2 separate regions of the Bos taurus genome follow, and region 1 is linked to region 2. A link is a contact called in public Hi-C data. All regions are on one chromosome and are shown on one strand. The core of a region is the stretch at or near the end of the contact, and the rest is flanking DNA. Distances in the headings are between cores, read along the strand shown.

Region 1 (5,355 bases), core at 174-2,673, 200 kb before region 2:
ATACTTTGGCCACCTGATGCGAAGAGCTGACTCATTAGAAAAGATCTTGATGCTGGGAAAGGGCAAGAGGAGAAGGGGGTGACAGACGATGAGATGGTTAGATAGCATCAACAACTCAATGGACCTGAGCTTGAATAAACTCAGGGAGATAATGAAGGACAGGGAAGCTTGGCGAGCTGTTGTCCATGGGGTTGCAGAGTCTGACACAACTTAGCAACTGAATAACAAAAGGGTCTTCTCAGATACACACACATATACCTCATTTAAAAAAATTGAGATAAGACACATTCAGGATGGCATTGTGACTACCTACCTTTAAAGTGTGTGGAAAAATACTTTAAAAAAATATAAAGTGCTTTGTAAAAGAAGTGGGTTATTCTATTTACCTTATGTACATATTCCATTTCATTTATTCCTCCAGGAAATATTTATTGAGCACTATGTGCCAAGTCCTGGGAAGAGACACTGAATATAAAGGACACAAAATGACATCCCAACCTTCAGGAATTTACAATGAAGTCTGTTCCTGAAACTGGCAACACCTCCAACCCAATAAAACAAAACAACTTGGTGAGGTTCCCTGTTATGCTATGAACTTACTTCTTTTCTTCCTAGCATCATGATAATTTCAGTTAAATAGTTGAGTAATTAATATCTTACTATCCATGTCAACCATCAGAATTTTAAGCTCCATGGAACAAGTATTTCACCTCTTTTGGTCTCTGCTTTATACTGAAGCCTTGCGTGCCTGACACAGAAGAGGAGCAATGAATTTGTTGAATGGACGGAGAAACGAATGAAAAAGCAAACGGATGTCGGAAAACAACAGAGGACAATACAGTATAATAAGTACTGTATTAGGCGTGCATAGTGTGACGAGAATTTATATGAGGCGTTTAGAACTAGGCTTGACGGAGCTGACTTCCAGAAGAGAATTTGATCTTTTCAAACTCAGATACTTGCACGACACCGTCCCCCACTGGCCTGGCAGTAGCTTAACAGGTATTATTCTCTACCAGGCCATCTAGAAGACTGGTTAAATGGCTCAAAGGCCGGCGCGGACAACGTCCAATGAGGTCACCTCTGGCTAAGAGCCAGAATGACTAAAAGGGTTCACCCCCGGTGCGAATGCAGAACCCGGACTGAAGCCGGATCCCGGCCTCCACCGCGACGTTACACCCAGCGGACGCCGCCGGTCAGGTGATTCGGCTTTCGCCCGCCAGAGCGCCTGGGTTGTCCCGCGCATGCGCAGTGCTCCGGGCGGCGGAACCGAGGGCGCTGACAGCTTCCGGTTTGGTTTCCCCGCCCCCTGTGTAGCTGAAGCTCTTCGGGCTCCGCGGTGGTGGCTGGAGCAGCGGCGGGGTGGCGGGGGGGCAGGGCGTGGTGAAGTAAGGTGAATGCCCGAGCGGGCTTCCCGGAGCCATGGCCTGCTCCATTGTCCAGTTCTGCTCCTTCCAGGACCTCCAGGCCGCCCGGGACTTCCTCTTCCCTCATCTGCGGGAGGAGACCCCCAGCGGCGCCGTGAGGAGGGACCCCAGTAAGTGCCCCCGCCTCGCCGCTCCCTTCCCCGCCTCCTCCCGCGGGACCTGCGCGGCGGGCTCGGGTCTCCTGCCCGCCCCGGCGCTCCTAGTTCCTCTCTCGCCTCCCCTTTCCTTTCCGCGCGGATCCCCTGCCGTGCGTCCTGAAGCCGTGTCCGTCTGCCCCGACTGCGTCGGTGTTGTCTTCCTCTCGCCTAAGCCACTCCGCCCTCAGCCAAAACACTGCATCTGGCTTGCTCTGCTCCCTGCCTAGCCCACTTCCCCACCCCGCAACTCCTACTTTTCTGAGTCTCTTCTCCGTCTCCCCCTCTCCCTCCGGCCCGGGGTCCCCCGTTCTACACTGCCTGCCCCGTGATCGCATCCTCCTCCCCACTCCTCGCCAGCTGTCAGCGCGCTATCCTGGTTTCGCCTCAGCCCCCACGCTCCTCCGTGTTTGGGACTGTGTGGCCTTCTGCTGCTTCTCTTTCTGAAAGTGTCTGTCATCGCCCACTCTCTGCCTTCTTCCATCCTCTTTCTTCCCATTCAGGTTTAGAAAATAAGTGATTGACAAGTGAGAGACTCCTGAGGTGGTGAGTTGGAGGCTCCCAAATAAAGGAAAATAACCTGTCAGGGAGTGAGAAGCCACATCAGGAGTTAAAATCACAGCAGCTTGGCCATGAAAAGTTAATGAGATGAGAAGCCTTCTGCTTGTTATTATCATCAAACAGCGTGACTTGCCCACGTAGTGTAAAACCCCAAGTCTGTTTATTCTGCCGCAGAATTCCTCAGAATTTCCTACGTTTTACCTTTTAAAGGGGGTATGTTTTGTGTGTCAGTTTTTTTTTATTTCCATTTTACTGCAAAGCCATATGTCCAAAGTGCTGTTACTTTGTGCTGTATTGGAATGATGATGAAAAGCCCAGTAAATAAGTTTCTCTCCGTTTTTAAAATTTAGAAAGTATCAAATCACATCTATTTATGACTGTTAGCTCTGTGCTGTCGGTAGTGCTGCCAATCAAGTGAGACTGGTGGTCTCTGTCCTCTAGGAGCAGTATAGTGTACTCGGACAAACAAATTAACCCCTCCTGTACAGTGTGAGCCGTATATATACATATGGCACTAGGTGATACAGTCTTTGAAGTGGAGGTACTTAAGTCTACCTTTGAAGTGGCCCTTAGATGAATAGGGGAGAGGGAATAGCACCTGTAGAAGAAGGGAGGCCTGAAATGGCATGGTATTTAGCTAAGAGAGGCTGAATGACTGAAGAGGACGGTGTGAGGAGAAGAGTCATAAAGGTAATAAGGAGCTTGATCATGAGAAGCCTTGTGAAAGGAGTCAGATACATCTGAAGACATTAAGCAAAGGAATGATGTGATAAAATTTGTCCTTAATGGAATCAGCAAAATTCTTGCATAATTGTTAAGTGTGTTGGCAGCAGTATGGAGGAGAGATAGGAAGCAGGGAACTTCATTCTGAGGATATTTCAATAACCCATGCAAAAATGATGCAAGCATGGCCTAAAGTAGCTTCAGCAGGACTTGAGATCAGCAGCTAAATCAGGAAGATATTAAGAAAGAATCTGCAGGACCTAGTGAAGATCTGGTGCTGGGGGTTGTAGCTGGTGAGTGAGAGGGAGGTGAGGTTGCCTTTGGCTTTTGACTTGGGCAAGGGTTTCTAATGAAAGGGAATGAAGGAGATCGGTTTTGGATCTTTTGCATCTTAAATGCTTCTAGTTTGTCCAGTTTTAAATGTATGCAGTGTCTAGTCGAACCGGTCTAAAACTTAATAAGGATCCCTGGCCTCGAGGTGTTAACTCAGGAGTTACCAGTAAAAAGTGTCAGTCCGTCTCAAGGGTTATGAATATAGTGAAATGAATGCAGGACTGAAGATGTAACCATAGAGGAGCACTGAAGTTTAAGTCAAATAGAGATGAATGGGAAGAAGACTTAACAGAAAGAGGAAAACTAGGTGAACGTAATGCCCCAGAAGTGAGAGAGAATCTGATGAAAGGGAGGAGTGGTCAGTAGTGGTGAACACAGCAGAGATCAGCTAGGATGAGGATGGAAAAGTGCTCATTGGCTTTGGGTGGATGGAGGTGACTAGGACCTTAGGACAGTTTCAGGGGAAGGACGGGAGAGGAGTTAAAAAATAAATTTGCCTGTTCCAAGGAGCCAGGTTGTGAATGATGGTGGATATAGGACTGTTGATAAAGGATGCAGAGGAAAGAACACATTTCCTCTATCCCATTGCCACTCCCCTTGTCCAGGCCACCATCTTCTCACGTGCTAGATGGAACTGGTCTTTTAACGGATCTTCCTGCTTCTATGGTTGGTTTTGGTTTTTTTCCTGTGTATGATAGTTTGTATCTGCTAATCCCAATCTCCCAATCCTTCCCGCCCCTAACCCCCTCCCCTATGGCAACCACAAGTCTATTCTGTGTCCTTAAGTCTGTTTTTCTTTGGTAGATATGTTCATTTGTGTGGTATTTTAGATATCACGTGTAAGTGATATATGGTATTTGTCTTTTTCTGACTCACTTTGTTTAGTATGGTAATCTCTAGGTCCGTCCATGTTGCTGCAAATGGCATTATTTCATTCTTCTTAATGGCTGAGTAATATTCCATTGTGTGTGGTGTGTGTGTGTGTGTGTATATACACACACACACACACCACATTTTCCTTATCCGTTCATCTCTTAGTAGGCATTTAGGTTGTTTCCATGTCTTGGCTATTGCGAATAGTGCTGCTGTGAACATAGGGGTGCATGTAGCTTTTTGAATTACAGTTTTGTCTGGGTACATGCTCAGGAATGGGATTGCTGGTGGGTCATAAGTCGGTTCTATTTTTAGGTTTTTTTTTTTTTTTGAGGAACCTTCATACTGTTTTCCATAGTGACTGAACCAACTTTTATTCCCAGTAACAGTGTAAGAAGGTTCCCTTTTCTCCATACCCTCTCTAGACTTGTTAATTTGTAGACTTGTTAGTTAACTTGTTAGTTAGTTAACTCGTAGTTAGTTCCAAAAGCTGTCAAAATGAACTTTTGAAGACAGTTTAATCATAACAGTCTTCTCTCTATAACTGCCTGTGGTTTCAGTTGCACTTAATATAAAATCCAAAGTTCTCACATGGCTTAAAGGACCTTGAGACCCCACTTCCTGCCGCTTCTTGTACCCTCATACTCTTTTCCCCTTATTTCTTATGCTTCAGACACTTTTTTGTTGTTAAAGCTGTGATGTGCTTAGTTGCTTAGTTGTGTCCGACTGTTTGCGACTCCATGGACTGTAGCCTGCCAGGCTCCTCTGTCCATGGGATTCTCCAGGCAAGAATACTACAGTGGGTTGCCATGCCCTCCTCCAGGGGATCTTCCCAACCCAGGGATCGAACCCAGGTCTCCCTCATTGCAGGCGGATTCTTTACCTTCTGAGCCTCCAGGGAAACCCACCAGGCTCGTTTGTACCTCAGACCATTGCCCTTGCTCTTGTCCCCACCTTGGATGTTGTCTGCAGATCCTTGCATGCTCAGTGCATCTCAGGGAGACCTTTTTTGAGTATGTAATCTAAAACAGCATCACTATCCCTTTTTCTCATTTGTTACTTGCAGGCATTTCATCTTGTTTATTTTCATCACCAAGTCTGTATTGTCCAGTACGGTCGTTTCTTGCCAGAACTAGCCGTTGAAATGTGGCAGTTGCTGCGAGGAACAGAATTTTTAATTTTACTTAATTTTAATTAAATTTAAATAGTCAGATATAGCTGGTGGCTACCATGTTGTATGGCATGGTTATGAATGCTGAAATTTAGGCAGCTACAGATTGAATACTTGTGCAGGGTCACACAGT
Region 2 (5,648 bases), core at 2,870-5,369:
GTTGCAGCCTCCTAACTGGAGTATGGCCCTGATAGAGCTCAGATGATCTCTTTCCAGTAGTCGGGTGGGACACTCAGGCACAACTAAAAAGGCACATGAAATCAGCTGCTGCTCACACTGACAAGTGAGAGGCCCAGTAAAATAACGGCTGCAAGGCTCTCCATTGACACCAGTTACAGCACAGCTTTTGGAAGAGGGAGGTCCAGTGTGAGAAATTAAGACAGAGTAAGTGGTTCTCATGTCAACTAAGAAATTGACTTTCTTACCTGCCATGACAAGGACTATCCTGGGCTCCTCGATGGAGATAGACCTCTTGTTAGGGGGAACCATCAGAAGCTAGAATCCCTGGGCCACCTCAGTCGTCCAGCCATTGGACGACGTCCTGAATTGGCCATTTCAGGAGTGGGAGCCCCTCGCCCACTTTGGGACTAAGGGCAGTCCCTCTTCCAATGACCTGCTTGTTTGCAGGCTAGGCATGGCCTGGGGGAGGGAAGCAGGGTTCTTTCTGGCAATCTCGGCCCCAGTGGCCAGTTGGCTTGCATTTGTAGCATTCCTCCTTGTTGGTCTTACCTCCAGATGGACGGTTGGACTTTTTTGGCCCCCTTGGGTTGTCCTGAGGTCACAAGACATGGCCAACAGCAATGGCTATCAATTGTGCATGAGCCCTAGACTGTCTTTTCTCCAGCTTTCCCTCTGGAGCTTGGTCTTGATTATTAAATACTCCAAGGGCCACATCCAGGAGTTGAGGTATGGAAGTCTGTGGCCCAAATTCTAACTTTTGAAGTTTCCACATATTAATAGTATCAGGGGAGGGCTGGCTGATAAAAAAATGTTGTCCCAGCAGGGACTGACCTTTGGAAGTGGAGGGATCTACGTTGGTATACTTCCTAAAAGCTTCCACAGCTGCCTATGAAAGAGGGAGCTGGATTTTCTTTCTTTTCCTGGGTCACTCCTTTAACCTCACAGTTAAATGACATTTTGATACACTTTCTCATCCCTTCTAATACACATTAGATCATGAGCTTCCTGGCTTCTGTTCCTGTCCAAGAAGTATAATTCCGAGGAATTATATTTGGGACTGCATCTCCACCCAGAGTGTATTCAGGTTGGTCTCCCGCAAGTTAGTCAGCAAGCCTCTGGGCTGCCGTCCAGATTCTGTTTTTCCTTAAGAAGTACAATAAGTATTAGGTTGGCCAAAATGTTCACTCAGGTTTTTCTATAATATCTTATGGAAAAACCCCAATGGTCATTTTGGCTAACCCGACAGGACTCCTTGGACATCCTACCAAGTTAAGTCATAACCAAAATTAGAGCATGAAACTCTTCATGAAACCCTACTTGGGTCTTCAGAAAATCGTTTGTTTGCTTTGGGCTAAGTTGGTTATAAAAGGGGACTCTGACTGTCCCTTCCCCATTTGCCACTTCCCTAAGAGGGCGTAACTTCCCTGATCCTGGGTGATCGGAAGCTCCAACGGTGACAGGACAGAGGGACTAGTCTCTTTCCTGGGGTAACTGCGGGGATGGAGGGACATGGGGAGGTGGAGTTTGGGTTCAGTCAGATGGATCTGGAAAAGTAGGGATACTGTCAGGAGCAGGGGGAGCTAGGTATCCCCCTGAGACATGGGAGAGCTTTGAAGGGGATCATCTAAAATGACGTTTTTTTTTTTTTTCTCTGGTTCCCCAGGTTTTGAATTACAAGAGCCATGTAGGGTGGAATTTTGGTAATGGACCATGAAAGCCTGACTAGAGGGATCCTCAGTCCACTTTCCCATCCAGTGGCAATAAATATGCAATTGTAGAATGGCATTATAGAGACCTGTCTTCAGGTAGTTTTTCTCCATTCCCCAACTTATATGAAGGCCAGGCACTGTTACAGTAGAACTTAAGTTTTCCCTTTCCTAGCCTTTCTGTTAACCTGCAACCGAGAAAGCTCCAAGAAATGGAATCTGTTGTTCCAGGAACATTTGCTAGGAGACTTTAACCTGAAGGGGTTCAGGGTGCAACCCCAAATTCCTTCCAAACCTGATGGAGTTTCCAGACCTCTACCATCCCATAGATTTCTGACACCTCTGGTCTCCCTTAGTACCTTTAGAAGCTGTCTTCCCCAGGTGGCCAAGGGAGGACATTTGAACCACTGCCGACCAGCTGCTAGGACTTTCCTTAGGAGGGATCCCTCGTCTATACAGCTTATGTCCTATGATAAGTCTTCCTACGCTGGGGTGTATTCCTCATGACTGAGCATCTACAAAGTTTATAATTCGGGCTTCTGGGTAGCGGCCAGCCTGATAAGCTGTCTGTAGCAGTGTGTATGCTGCCAAGGCCTGGAGTGAAGGGGGTCCATCAGTTGCAAAATAGAACCCTTGAAGAAACTGGAGTTGGGCACTGTGGAAGATGGCACGGGGTTGAAGGCTCAAGGGCCGGGAGGCAGAGAAATTCACGGTAAATTCCTGGGCATTGAGTGAGGTGAGACACCAAACAGCAGAAAAACCCAAAATCCTTTGCCGTTTCGTCCTGGCAGATGTAAAAGAACTGGGCTTCGGCTGACGACTTGGTCTCACACAGGCAGCATTGGGTTTGGCAGTGGTGGGGACACAGTTTAGGAATAATATCCAGGAAATCCTTCCCTAAAAGGTTGCGGAGACACGAAGTGAGAAAGAGACCTTGTTGTGCAAGTAAGGTGGGAAGGAAAAGCGTAGTGGAAGGTTCCACACTGGAGAACAACAGAGGGAGAGTGGGTGAGAAAGACCCCTTGAGCTCCTGCAGGTTTGGCAACCACGTTTCCACCATGTCCCAGAGTCAACTGTCACCCAAGTGTTATTTGAATCTGCACGGCCTGGGGGACCCCTCTGCCATCCTCAATGTTGAGCAGACAGAAATTATGCCCTGTAGGTCTTGAAAGTGAAATGGAGAGTGAGAAAAAGAAAGCAGAAGCGAAAGTCAGTGGCCTCAAGCTGCAGCTGGGTGAAGCCCAAGGTTTACCTTGAATTCCTGGGCTTCAGCACCAAATATGATCTTGGGTGGCTTTGACCTGCAGCGGCTTGAAGTGGGCTTCCTTTCCCCACCAGAGATTGAGGTCGGGTCTCCGCGGTGGGAGTACTGAATCCTAGCCCCTAGACTAATGGTCAGTGAGAAGGTCCTGGCCCTTCAGCTCTGCAGAAATAAATTCCCATGAAGACAGAAAGTAATGAAACAAAGAACACGTTTATTAGCAGGAAAAGCATAAGTACGAGTGGATACTCAGAGAGTTGCACCCGCTTGGTAGTTTGAACCATTCACGTGGGGCATTTCTTCCGGGTTTCCTTTGGCTAATCATTTCCATTTGTCTGGTCCTGAGCCTGTGTTCGGTTTAACTCAGGATCTTCCGACGTGTCCAAGTGCATCTCTCAGCCAAGATGGATTCCAGTGAAGAGGCCTATGGGTAGCTTGATATCACTCCCCTTCTAACCTCCAAGGGGCTATAGGGGAAGGTCTCCCCGATTTTGAACATGATAAATACGTGGTCTCTGGGCTTTTATCTGATCAGGGCCCAACCTCCTCTTTCAATCATCCTGCTATTGATATCTTGGAGTGTCTGTGGAGGAGGGGGTGGGGCGGGGGGGGCGCAGCTACCTCCTGCCTCAACTATACGAGCCCGTTTGTTTCAATTCTGGCTTCTGGTGACCACCCATCACACTGCAGAAACCATCTCACCACTTACTTTTTTCACTTTGGGATTCCCTGGTGACTCAGACGGTGGAGAGTCTGCCCGCAATGCAGGAGATCTGAGTTCGATCCCTAGGTCAGGAATATCCCCTGGAGAAGAAAATGACAATCCGCTCCAGTATTCTTGCCTGGAAAATCCATGGACGGGGGTAGTCTGGCGGGCTACAGTCCACAGAGTAGCAACGAGTCAGACACTACGGAGCGACTTCACTTTCTCACTTCTCACTTTACGAAGTGTCGTAAAACGTCGTCCGCTTCAGTGTCTCTCCTCGGTCACCGGCTTGGAGCACGTTGGCCACGTTGGCACTCCTGACCCTAGAAGGCCCCCAGCGCCCACTGCTGGAGGGAGGGGCGCGCGGTGATGACGCATTGCGCTGTGCGGCAAGACGCCGGCCGCGGCGCGGGGGAGGGGCGAGGGTTGCGGCAGCGTCAAGCCGGCGCACACCACGTTGCAGCTTCTCGCTTTGGGCCAGTCGGTTGTGTTTCAGGCGGCCGGGCAGGCGCGCTGATAGGTAGACCGGCGGACCGGTGCAGATGGCGACGCTCTGTCTGACTGTGAATTCGGGAGACCCTCCGCTAGGTAAGGGGCCGCGGCCACAGACCTGTGTGGGTTGCATCAGCCGGGGGAGGGAGCGGGGAGGGGAAGGTCGCCGCGCCCCGGCTTGGCGCAGTGGCAGTCCTGGTCTGGGAGGTTAGGCCTGCCTCTCTCTCCGGAAATGTACACGCGGTGGGCTCCGCGCCCCTCTTCCTCGGTCCCTTGCAGGTGGATTTGCTCCTGAAGACCTTTCTGGGCGTGGAGGTGGGCGCGGTGTGAGCCCGGGCAAGGCGACATGGGGCTCAGCTTCGGACCTTCTCCCCCAGAAAGATGACTTCTAGCTTACTCTTCTCTCCCTTTTAACAATGATGTCCCCTGGAGACCAAGAGCAGGTCGTAGAAATAACATTTTTAAAACTTAAAATCCCAGTACTTCGTTCCCTCTGTTTTAGCGCTTTCCTCCAACTCCACTTATCTTTATTTACCTCCCTTCCTTCGTCCTCAGAAAAGCCTGTCAATTCCCTTGACTCAAGTTTTCTTCACGTTTCATTGGGTTCAAAGGAAACGAGGAAGATGATCATAGAAGCATTTAAAATTTTAACCGTAGTTACGCTTATATTAATTAAACGTGGCAAGGTAATTGCTGGAACACTCAAGTACACTGCGGAGTGATGGGGTTGCTTTACTACACATCCGATGGATGTAGTAAATGTCAGAGCAAAGGTGGGACTTGCCATCTTCCTGATACACCTTAAATTCGATTTGGAATTGCTTATTTAACATGGCCAAGGTTACTGTGGATAGATAGCTTAGACTTTCAGCTACTTCTTTTTTTTAATTGCATTGAGAAATTACACAGAATAATTTGATCCGTTTATTGAGGTCTTATTCTTAATATAGACACGCAAGTACTTTTCTAATATTTGAAAGGCCCAGATATAGTTGGCCGCATCGGGCTGATGAAATTACTCAGTACATTCTCGTTACAGGGTGTTTTGAGCCTTTTGGAACAAAAGGCACAATTGAATGCTGTTTAAAATATTTTTAAAATGGTGTTTTAGCATATTGGTTCCAGTAATTATGGGCTAGCCTTACACAAAAATCAATATACTCTAATAAAAGAAATGGGTTTGATTCTGCAGTTGAAAAGCACTAGACAATGTGACCTCATGGTTAAGAGCAAAGACACTTGGTTCCTGGAGATCTGGGCCCATCCTGCCTGCCATTTACTAGCTGTGGAACCTTGGCAAGTTCCTTGTTTGGCATCTTCACAGCTTCCTTGTTTAAGAAACAAGGAATAATAACTTCTACATACGGTTGATGGCCAGAATCAATGAAAACTGTAGGTTAAGTTCCTGACACACTGTAGATTTTTAATAAATAGCTAGTTTTAACTCATGTCACTTAGAAAA

What was found. A called contact is a pair of places that touch in the nucleus more often than the background predicts.
Region 1: a contact with region 2 is called in a Hi-C map of skeletal muscle, with 3 times the contacts expected there. The contact joins the promoter of RAB3GAP2 here to the promoter of EPRS1 in region 2. A contact is called at or near these places in 2 of 11 Hi-C or Micro-C datasets (skeletal muscle and an unstated tissue).

Annotation. Positions count from the first base shown.
Region 1 is chr16:23,731,486-23,736,840 of ARS-UCD2.0, reverse strand. RAB3GAP2 (RAB3 GTPase activating non-catalytic protein subunit 2) reads left to right here and starts at 1,423. Exons shown (of 35, transcript NM_001192199.1): 1 at 1,423-1,537. The coding sequence starts at 1,423.
Region 2 is chr16:23,536,026-23,541,673 of ARS-UCD2.0, reverse strand. It overlaps EPRS1 (glutamyl-prolyl-tRNA synthetase 1), which reads left to right and starts at 4,119. Exons shown (of 32, transcript NM_001243320.1): 1 at 4,119-4,282. The coding sequence starts at 4,237.